Linked DNA regions of Hordeum vulgare: region 2 is linked to region 1. Evidence: chromatin contacts called from public Hi-C data. All regions are on one chromosome and are shown on one strand. Each heading gives the region's core, a stretch centred on a gene start, on an enhancer-like site or on the middle of the called end of the contact. The rest is flanking DNA. Distances are from core to core; before and after follow the strand shown. Region 1 holds the start of LOC123440951. Region 2 holds the start of LOC123440953 (cytochrome P450 94A1-like).

Region 1 (4,700 bases), core at 1,100-3,599:
GACTCCAAATCAAACATGCTATATATGAAAATACTTTAGAAAAAAGTGTACATTTCAAATATTCTATTATATTGCGCGTTAATCATTTCAAAATTTTCATTTCGGATGCAACTTTAATAAATATCTTCTTTACATTTTGTATTTTGAAAATGTCTATTGTATATGTTTGCTACCCAATTTTAATTGAGTAGATATGATACATTTATGATTTCATAAAAACTATTATTAGCACTACAGGGGATGCTGATTCATGTTAGCTACCGCATTCTAAACATTACTAGGTAAAACATTTTTCAAAGTTCCATATGAAATTTAAAAACACGAACATTTTTCTGAATCCAGGAAGAAATGTTTTAGGCACAAAATTTTAAAAACCTTCTCCAGGTATATCTTTTGAATCAATGAAAAATATTTTAAAAATGATAACTTGTTTGGGGAAGGCAGACAATCTTTGAAAAATTGGAACAAATTTAGGAAAATTGAGAACAAAAATAAACATTCTAAACAACTTTTGAGAACAAGAACAAATTATGAAACTCCAAACTTTTGATGAGGAGTACAATTGGAACACATTTTTAATTCGAATTTATTTTTTAAAATGAGAATAAAAATTAACTTGCTTACAAATTTTCAGAATAAAAATTAACTTGCTTACAAATTTTCAGACTAAAAATTAATACTCCGAACAATTTTTGAAAACATGAACAAAAATTGGAAAATTTTGCATCTTTGGTACAATCTATATTTTCGCGAAATGGATCATAATAAAATAATAAAATGGATTTTAGGTATCTAGGGAAGATTCTACTTGGAAGTAACTATTTCCTAGATACCTATGGTACTTCATGGTTGAATGAATCAAAAAAAATCGTTAGATTTCGGTTTTTTGATATTTTAGATTTAGCAATTTTATAAACATTTTTTTTCAAATTCTTATCTATTTTAATTTTGAACATTTTCCAAAATTTGTGATTTCTTTTTGAAATCTTAAAGATTGTCAGAAATTTTGATTTTTTAAATGCAAACATTTCGGAATTTATGAACACTTCCGAAAAGGAAAATAAATTCGAATATAGAAAAAAAGAGGAAAAATGAAAAAGGAAAATGAAAAACAATATAAAGCTGAAAGAAACAACACAAGAAAAAACCGGGTTTAGGGAACCTACTAGAAGGTTCCCAAAACCAGTTGGACCCAGTTGGTAGATCTGGAAGTGGGCCGGACCAGTTTGGTCATTCGCATAGCTGCTTCGTGCCATTGCCCGATAATTCACGGCAACGAACGACGCATAGCGTTTTCCTTCTCTCACAACGACTCTGTCGACCGTGGGTTTGTAAGAAAGGTGGCTATATAGGCTCGCATGCCACGACCCACCCTGGGCTATACGAACCAGGCATGCCAATTGTATGGGTGGTGGCAAGCCGGCATGCGGCCTAGCTCCCCAGCGCGCGCAGGCATGCCCCCTTTGTAAACGTGTCTCCCGATTGCACTTTTAGCCTAGGATTCAGCTTTTTGGGCTGTTTTGGGCATGTATTTGCTCTATTGGGCCATATAAATATAAAAAGTATAAATTAAATAATAAAAAACTAAATGGATCATGTTGTAGTGACACTCGTACCAAGCTTAATGGGTGAGACGCGACCCGTTTATAAACGTATAAGGCGAGGCCCACCATGGGTCGGGCAGGCAGGCTATCGTACCAGAATGATAAGACCGACCTATTTGACGTCTAGAGTTTTTCTTGCAGAATTAGTGTCTGATGGGCCTTTCTCGCCTATCCTTGCCTGCAGGGAGGTGGGTGAATAATTGGGATGTGGGAAAATTCCCCATGCACTAGAGAGCTCAAAATTTTCATCAGGAGCAACACTCATTTTTACTAATCTAAGTGCGTCAGTCATTAGAATTTGACTATAAATATCGATTTAGTAATTTAGATTGAAGACTTTTAAATCATATATTTAGATTTGTCCTGAAAATAATATCTATAATATAATAATTTTCTTGTGTAACTATATATTATGGCAAAAGTTAGTGGCCTTAGATCTTGTATATCGTGTGGACATCTAAAAGGGCATGTATTATTTGTGTTCTCCTATTAAAATATGTACAATCAATAATATGTTCTCTACATTAATTTTTCAGATTGTACGATGAAATACCTTGATATTCATGTAATAAATGACATGCAGGCAATGCTATAAGTATCATATCTTCTACAATTTAATAATATGCTTTTTATATACGTATATAAAATATGATCATTCGTGGCCATCATTTAATTTATGGTAAGCTCGAAACCCTATATATATATATATATGTTTGTATATGCACAATGAAAATCTACCATTCGAGGTTCCGAGAATGAAAGAAAGGCGAGGTATTAGAGTGGTCCTTGTACTGTTATATCTTGTTCTAGGCACTAGAGGAAAAGGTGCAAAAACTATAATACAATGGGAAAATACTAGCGAGATCCTCACATACCCACAAGTTAATAAAACCATGGTAACAACAATTATACATATTTTTTTTTGTGTATTTAGCTTTTTTTTGTGCCTAACAAGTAGAGGAAACATCAAACTAGATGCAAGATGGAGATGTCTATGATTGTATTGATGTGAATCGGCAACCCGCCTTTAACCACCCATTTTTGAAAGACCACAAAATTCAGGTAAATTACATTCATAAATATATGATTTATATTCATTCTTTGTTTCAAATTATTGTCGATAATTAACTGTAAGTTATTTCAGATACATGTATTTTATCTAGGTAGCAATTTATGAAAATAGAGCATGAGTTTTTTCATAATACTTTTATTGAAGTATAGTATTTCATAGCATAGATTGCTCTATTCCCTTTGAGATTGAAATCATAATTGTCATCTATTCATACTGTACTTTTTAATCATAAATATAAAAATGACTGAAATTAATATATCTTGTGCTATGTGACCTTTGTCTCTGATGAATCAAATTACACAATTAGTGTTTTGATGTTGTGTTCGCCATATATAAATGATTATAAGGTGATAAAATTTTCCTTGACAATTAGATGAAACCAAGTTCTTTTCCAGTCGGAGTGAATATAAATTCTCCGGTCCTACATGTCGCCTCACAAGCAGATTTGCCTATCGTCGAATGCTCAACAGGAATGGTTCCAATACTACGTAGTAGTAGAAGGGACCAAACAACAACACACAATACTGATCAAGTTATTAACAAAGATGTACAAATAGAGGTGAGTTTCCTATTTTTATTTTCAGTATGACAATGTTTTCATAGCTTGTTTATGCAACTAAAATCAAGGCAACATATTAAAATTATTTCCAAAATATTATTCGATGCAAATTCATCTTAGAATGCCAATGCAAATTCATCTTGGAATGCCAGTCTTCTGATGAATGTTTTAAGGTGAACATATGGTGGCGTGTCACAAAATCAATAATTTGAACAACTAGTCGCCAAACAGAAAGTTGGAATAAATAGAGACATAGGAGGAGGATATATTATATATTCTCTATCGATATATTATATATAAAGGGTATTTGAGTACTTAGTATTGAATTTTATACCATACATCCGTACATAGTACTTTCTACTAAATAATATTTTTTGCATCAATATACTTTAATCATAATATGGAGGAATTTCATTTATTTTACAATGTATATCTAATACTAGCTTTAGGGGGTTGATCTATATTGTTCTCTACCTCTCAGGTTACAACATTCAATTATAATGATTGATCTCACAACTCATATGCTATATTAGACTTATATCTAGTCATCACATCAACCAACATTAATCATTTTTTCTTGTAGGAGGCAGGAATAAGATATTCGGATGATTTATATGGGGTCCAAGCTAAAATAAATGTTTATGAGCCAAAGGTTTATAAAGATGGTGATAGTTACAGTCAAACAGGGATTCAAATTGGCAATGGACCAAGGGGTCATTTTGACAGTATTACAGCTTTTTATTCTGTATCTCCAAGCTACTTTGGTGATAGCTTTGGAAGGTTTCATGTTGGTTGGGTAATACATAATTCTTTTGATTTACATTATGTTATCAAGTGCATCAATTTTCTATTTGAAGTACAAACACAATTTGAGATGAATTTTATTTACCTTTTGTAAACTTGGTAACAGCGTGGTGGCATATCAAACAAGGTTTGCGTTGATCACAAGTGTCCTGGATTCGTTCAAGTTAGCTACAATGTTGGCCTTGGTGGAAAATTACAACATGTTTCAGTCTACAATGGACCACAATATGCAATAGACCTTTTCATTTTCAAGGTATTCTCTTCTTCATATAATTATTTATTTACTTATATAAGTTATACGTGTGTTGTATAAAAATTGTGTACTTACATGATTTACTGAATGTGCATAAGCAATTTAGGTAGTTTTTTCAACACATCAATTTAGGCAGTTCACTATGATATCAATTGAGTGAATTAAGATAGTCACAAATTGATTTGCTTCCTGTCATTTCAATTCACATACTATCATTTCTCCTGTCATTTGTTTACAATCAATTCATTGCGCATAATCCCGCATTTGAAAAATCATCAACAACATGGAAAAAATAAACTTACCAGTTTCTAGACAATTAAAATAACAGATTACTAATAAGCAATATCAACGTGAAAGACCAATGAATTCAAAGGTTTCAATATTATATTCTCCTCATTTACATCCCTT
Region 2 (4,700 bases), core at 1,382-3,881, 310 kb after region 1:
CCTGGATCTGATTCGTTCAAGAGCAAGGGCTTCACTTTTGATGAGTCATCTTGAAGGTCCGCAAAGCTGTAAATCAATGATTGAGTTCCGTCGAGCTTAGGTGAGAAGGTGATTCATCTTTGGGAAACACTTCCTATCAGAAGTCTGATTAAAAGCTTTTGTCATACGAGTTCGAGATCGTTGATTCTTTTATAATCTCACGGTCCATATATCTCTATACGAATCTCCCATGCCGTCAACTAATCCCACATTTAATACAAGGAGTAAATCTTGCCTGCAGACCATCCTAACAACCTCAACACGTCATGGGCGAGTAAATCTCTCTTGTCTGACCCATCCACCCCACATCGTCTTGAATTCCATTGTCAAGCTCATCCCTAATCTCGGTCACCGCGACGGCTAGATCCGCCGCCATCCTCCTCCGCACCAAAAACTAGCTACTACTACTGCTGATCCACCTCCCCGGTGTGTTGTCCCATGGCTACTGCTGATCCACCTCGTCGGTGCACCGTCCCGCCGCTGCTCTGTCATTCCCTGATCTGAACCTCCTTCGTCGCCCCGGTCCCCTGCTAGGCCTGCCCCGTCGCCATCGCTCCCACCTCGTTGGCGCGTCGTATTGGTTCGGCAAAGAAGCTCCGTGCGAATCCCAGCCCCCCCCCCCCATCCGGCGCGCACATGTACTCATCCTCGACCTAGGGTTAGATTTATTTCATCTTTGATTTCACCTTTGTTTTGATTTGCATTACTACTTTGGTTGCAATGCTTGCTTCGATTAAATTTGTTGAGTATACGCATGTTATACCCGATGCTTGGAGAACTCTCGTTCAAGATCGAGGTTGGGAAAATCTTCTGAATATAGGCTCCATCTCAACTCCCAATGGTCTCGTTGAATGGTTAATATACAAGACTGATCTGGAGGTATGTGAATTCAGAAATCCGTGTAACAACACTAGTATTCTATTTACTAAAGAAATGATTGACAAAGCTCTAATTCTTCCTCCAGGTTATAGAGATGTGGTGCTCACAACCAAGCACGAACAATTACCACACCGAGATTTCTATGCAATTGTTTGAAGCATTGTAGTTGTAGAGTTATTCTCTGTCTCTCTTGGATTTTTCGTCGGGAACGTCGCATGGTTATGTACTCTGATTGCAGGAAGCACATAAGAAGCTAGTAAGAATCAACACACACCTTCAGGTAATATGTTTGTGTGTCAAACGCCCTGCAAGGGATATTTTCATTGTTTGAAGCACTGTAGTTATAAAGTTCTTCTCTGTCTCTCTTGGATTTATTCATCGGATTTTGCTAACTTCATCATATGATGACGCACTCTGAATGCAGGAAACACGTCAGAAGTTAGCAAGAAACTTCATTTCTATCCACATGGCGACACTGCAAGGGACTGGGTCCTCACATTTTTGCTTGCAATTTGTGACACCCTTGTAGATGGTGTAGTGCTTCCTTACGAGCATGGAAGCAAATTCAAGATTTAATGAAGACACGTGCTCATCATGGTGGAAACATTCCCCACTTTGTTTGAACTTTTATTATTTTTAGTGGGAATATATATATTTGTATGGAAGCAATTCTCTAGTCTAAAAATAGGATCATAATCATTTGGAAGCAAAATATTAGATTTGGAAACAAGGCGTCATTCTTTTGTACGAACGCAAATTTTGATTTCACTGGATTCATATTCCAAATTCTATAGAAGCAAATGCTCACTTTTTTGGATCTACATTTGTATGGAAGCAATTCTCTAGTCTGAAAGTAGGATCATAATGATTTGAAAGCAAAATATAGAGCTTTGGAAGCAAGGCGTCTAACGCAAATTTTGATTTCTTTGGATTAATATTCCAAATTCTATGGAAGCAAATGCTCACTTCTTTCGATGCAAATTCCAAGTTCTTCAAAAGCAAATTCGTGTTTATTCCGATGCAGATACCATTTTAATTCTTTTCAGAGAGTCCATAACAATGGTAAAACAAATGATGCAAGTATGAAATTGATGTCTACATTGTGATTAGACGATGCAAAATAAATTGTCATGTTGGACCAAAAAAACACCAATTGAAAGAATCTCCAGTTGACATGGAAGCAAATTTAACGGTAAAAGCAAAATCAATTGGTATGCTTTCACTCTTAGCACGAACTTGGTGATGAACAATAGGATGCATCAGATGCGCATCCGGTTTGCTAGATGCACCATTTCCCCTAACGCAGATTTTGAAGCACAGAAGAACCAATAAGAAGAAAGTTATTGCTAGTGAAGTGATTATCTCGGAGTAGTTGACCAAAACAAATTGCAATTAATACACTGCATGCTAGCTACCTAGGCTCACGTCTCCAATCTGACGTATCACGAGACTTTAATCCAACGATCCAGCACTACTCTGATAAAAGGCAACCATCAGTAGTCTGACCGCTAGCGCTTCCCTTCATCTTTTTTTTCTTCGATAACTCCTATGATGGTATCGAAGGCAGATGACATGCGTTGTTGTCAAATTCAGAAATGTTCTGCTATCTTTTTAGTTTTATCTATATGTTATTTATATTTTGATTTTTATGATACCAACGAGACATTTATTGTCAATAAAATACATTTATTTCGTACTTAGGAGAGCATCCATCGATCCTCCTCCTAGCTCACGCGTATCTTCCCCGGCTCCGGCTCGACCGTCGCTCGACCACCGCTGACAGATGACGCACACCGAGCAGAATTCGACGACCGCCGTGTTGGTCTTCGTCTTCCCTGATGCGATCACAAACTCGACCCATCTCCGTCCACAAGAAAAATCCGCGTTTATCACAAGACTAGGACTGTACTGAAAAGATACCGACCAACCACCACACCGCCAATCATGGTGGTCATGGACAGGAGCATCGCGCTGTTGCTGCTGCTCTTCCATGTCCTCCTCGCCGTCTACCTCCGTCGGCGCCGTGTCACACCGGCCGCGGCGAGCGCGAACCACTGTCCGCACCCGAACCGAGATCTCCTTCGCGCGGATACTCCACCCGACGACACTGGTGTGGAGGGCCATGAAGCTGGCCAACGTCGGCAGCGAGCGGCGGATGCGCGAGGCCATCGGGGTCATCGACGAATACGTGATGGGGATGCTGGAGGCAGAGCAGCCGCCGTCCCCAGCCGAGGACGGCGAGCGCGAGCAGCACCTCCTGTCGCGGTTCGCGGCGGCGATGGACGAAGAAGCCTGCGGCGGCGAGCTCGGCGCGATGTTCGGCTCGCCAGACGCGAAGCGGCGGTTCCTACGGGACGTGGTGGTGAGCTTCGTGCTGGCCGGGAAGGACAGCACGTCCACCGCGCTCACCTGGTTCTTCTGGCTTCTCGCCGCCAACCCGCGCTGCGAGCGGCGCGTGCACGAGGAGGTCACGCGCACGCCACACGGAGACGACGCCGGGGAGTACGAGGAGCTGAAGGGGATGCACTACCTGCACGCGGCGCTCACGGAGGCGATGCGGCTGTACCCGCCGGTGCCGATCAACACGCGGGTGGCGGCCGCCGGGGACGTGCTGCCGGACGGAACGACGGTGCGGGCCGGCTGGTTCGCCGACTACTCGGCGTACGCGATGGGTAGGATGCCGCGGCTGTGGGGGGACAACTGCCGTGAGTTCTGACCCGAGCGGTGGCTCGATGGTGATCGCGGCGAGTTCGTGGCAGTGGAGGCGGCGAGGTACCCGGTGTTCCACGCGGGGCCGCGGACGTGCCTCGGGAAGGAGATGGCGTACGTGCAGATGAAGGCCGTGGCGGCCGCCGTGATCCGGAGGTTTGCGGTGGAGATGGTGGAGACGCCGGTGAGCATGGACGCGCCGCCGCTGTACGAGTTGGGTGCGACGCTGAGGATGAAGGGCGGGCTCCGCGTGCGGATCAAGAAGCGGGAGGGTCACTTTTAGACAGTACTATCTCTCTGTTCCTAAATGTAAGATGCTTTTTAAGTTCAAATTCAAACTGCAAAAACATCTTAGTACTAGTACCTCCATTTTTTGAACAGTTTTTAGTATAGTAATCTAAATGGTCTTATCTTTTTACGAAAGGAGTATTATTTAGGAACAGTGGTTCTAGTCTATCAACCACGTCTTGGGCTATCTGATGTTTAGACGCTGGGTAGGGGGGAAACCAGGTGCTAGGCGAGACCTACGTTCAGAGCATCTTCAACGCGGGGCGCGTTAAAAACAGTTTGTTTTGAAGCGGCGGTCAGCGGTGGTTTTAATGGACGTTGTAAAATGCAGCGCGGGTGTGTATCTCTAACAGACGCGGTACATGTAGCTCGCGCTATCGCTCAAACAACATATGTTCTTAAATACAAATAAAAATATCAAACACAACTCAAACAAATAGTTTTTACAACTTAAACAAATAGTTTTTACAACTCAAACATACAGTTCAACAATACAACAAATTGTTTATCTTTCAATATAACAAATAGTTCAACAATACAACAATACAACATCAAATGCATAAATCATGATACTCTCTGTCAGCCATTCCATGTCCACCATTCCTCGATGAGATCCTTTTGAAGATCAACATCTGTTTGGGACACCAAATGGCATGATAAGAGGCAACAAAACGGGTCACCCTTTCAGCCTTCCGCCGCACTCGCACGGGATGTCCCAAGAGCTCATATTAAGAGTAGTCTAAATCACGCTCATTCTCGACGATCATGTTGTGCATGATCACACA

Evidence for each region. A called contact is a pair of places that touch in the nucleus more often than the background predicts.
Region 2: a Hi-C map of leaf shows a contact between it and region 1, with 9 times the contacts expected there. The contact joins the promoter of LOC123440953 here to the promoter of LOC123440951 in region 1. A contact is called at or near these places in 3 of 6 Hi-C or Micro-C datasets (leaf and seedling).

What each region holds. Positions count from the first base shown.
Region 1 is chr3H:598,037,278-598,041,977 of MorexV3_pseudomolecules_assembly, forward strand. It overlaps LOC123440951, which reads left to right and starts at 2,350. Exons shown (of 6, transcript XM_045117489.1): 1 at 2,350-2,500; 2 at 2,580-2,666; 3 at 3,050-3,235; 4 at 3,819-4,031; 5 at 4,146-4,292. The coding sequence starts at 2,360.
Region 2 is chr3H:598,344,463-598,349,162 of MorexV3_pseudomolecules_assembly, forward strand. LOC123440953 (cytochrome P450 94A1-like) reads left to right here and starts at 2,632. Exons shown (of 1, transcript XM_045117491.1): 1 at 2,632-3,893. The coding sequence starts at 2,909. The coding sequence ends at 3,634.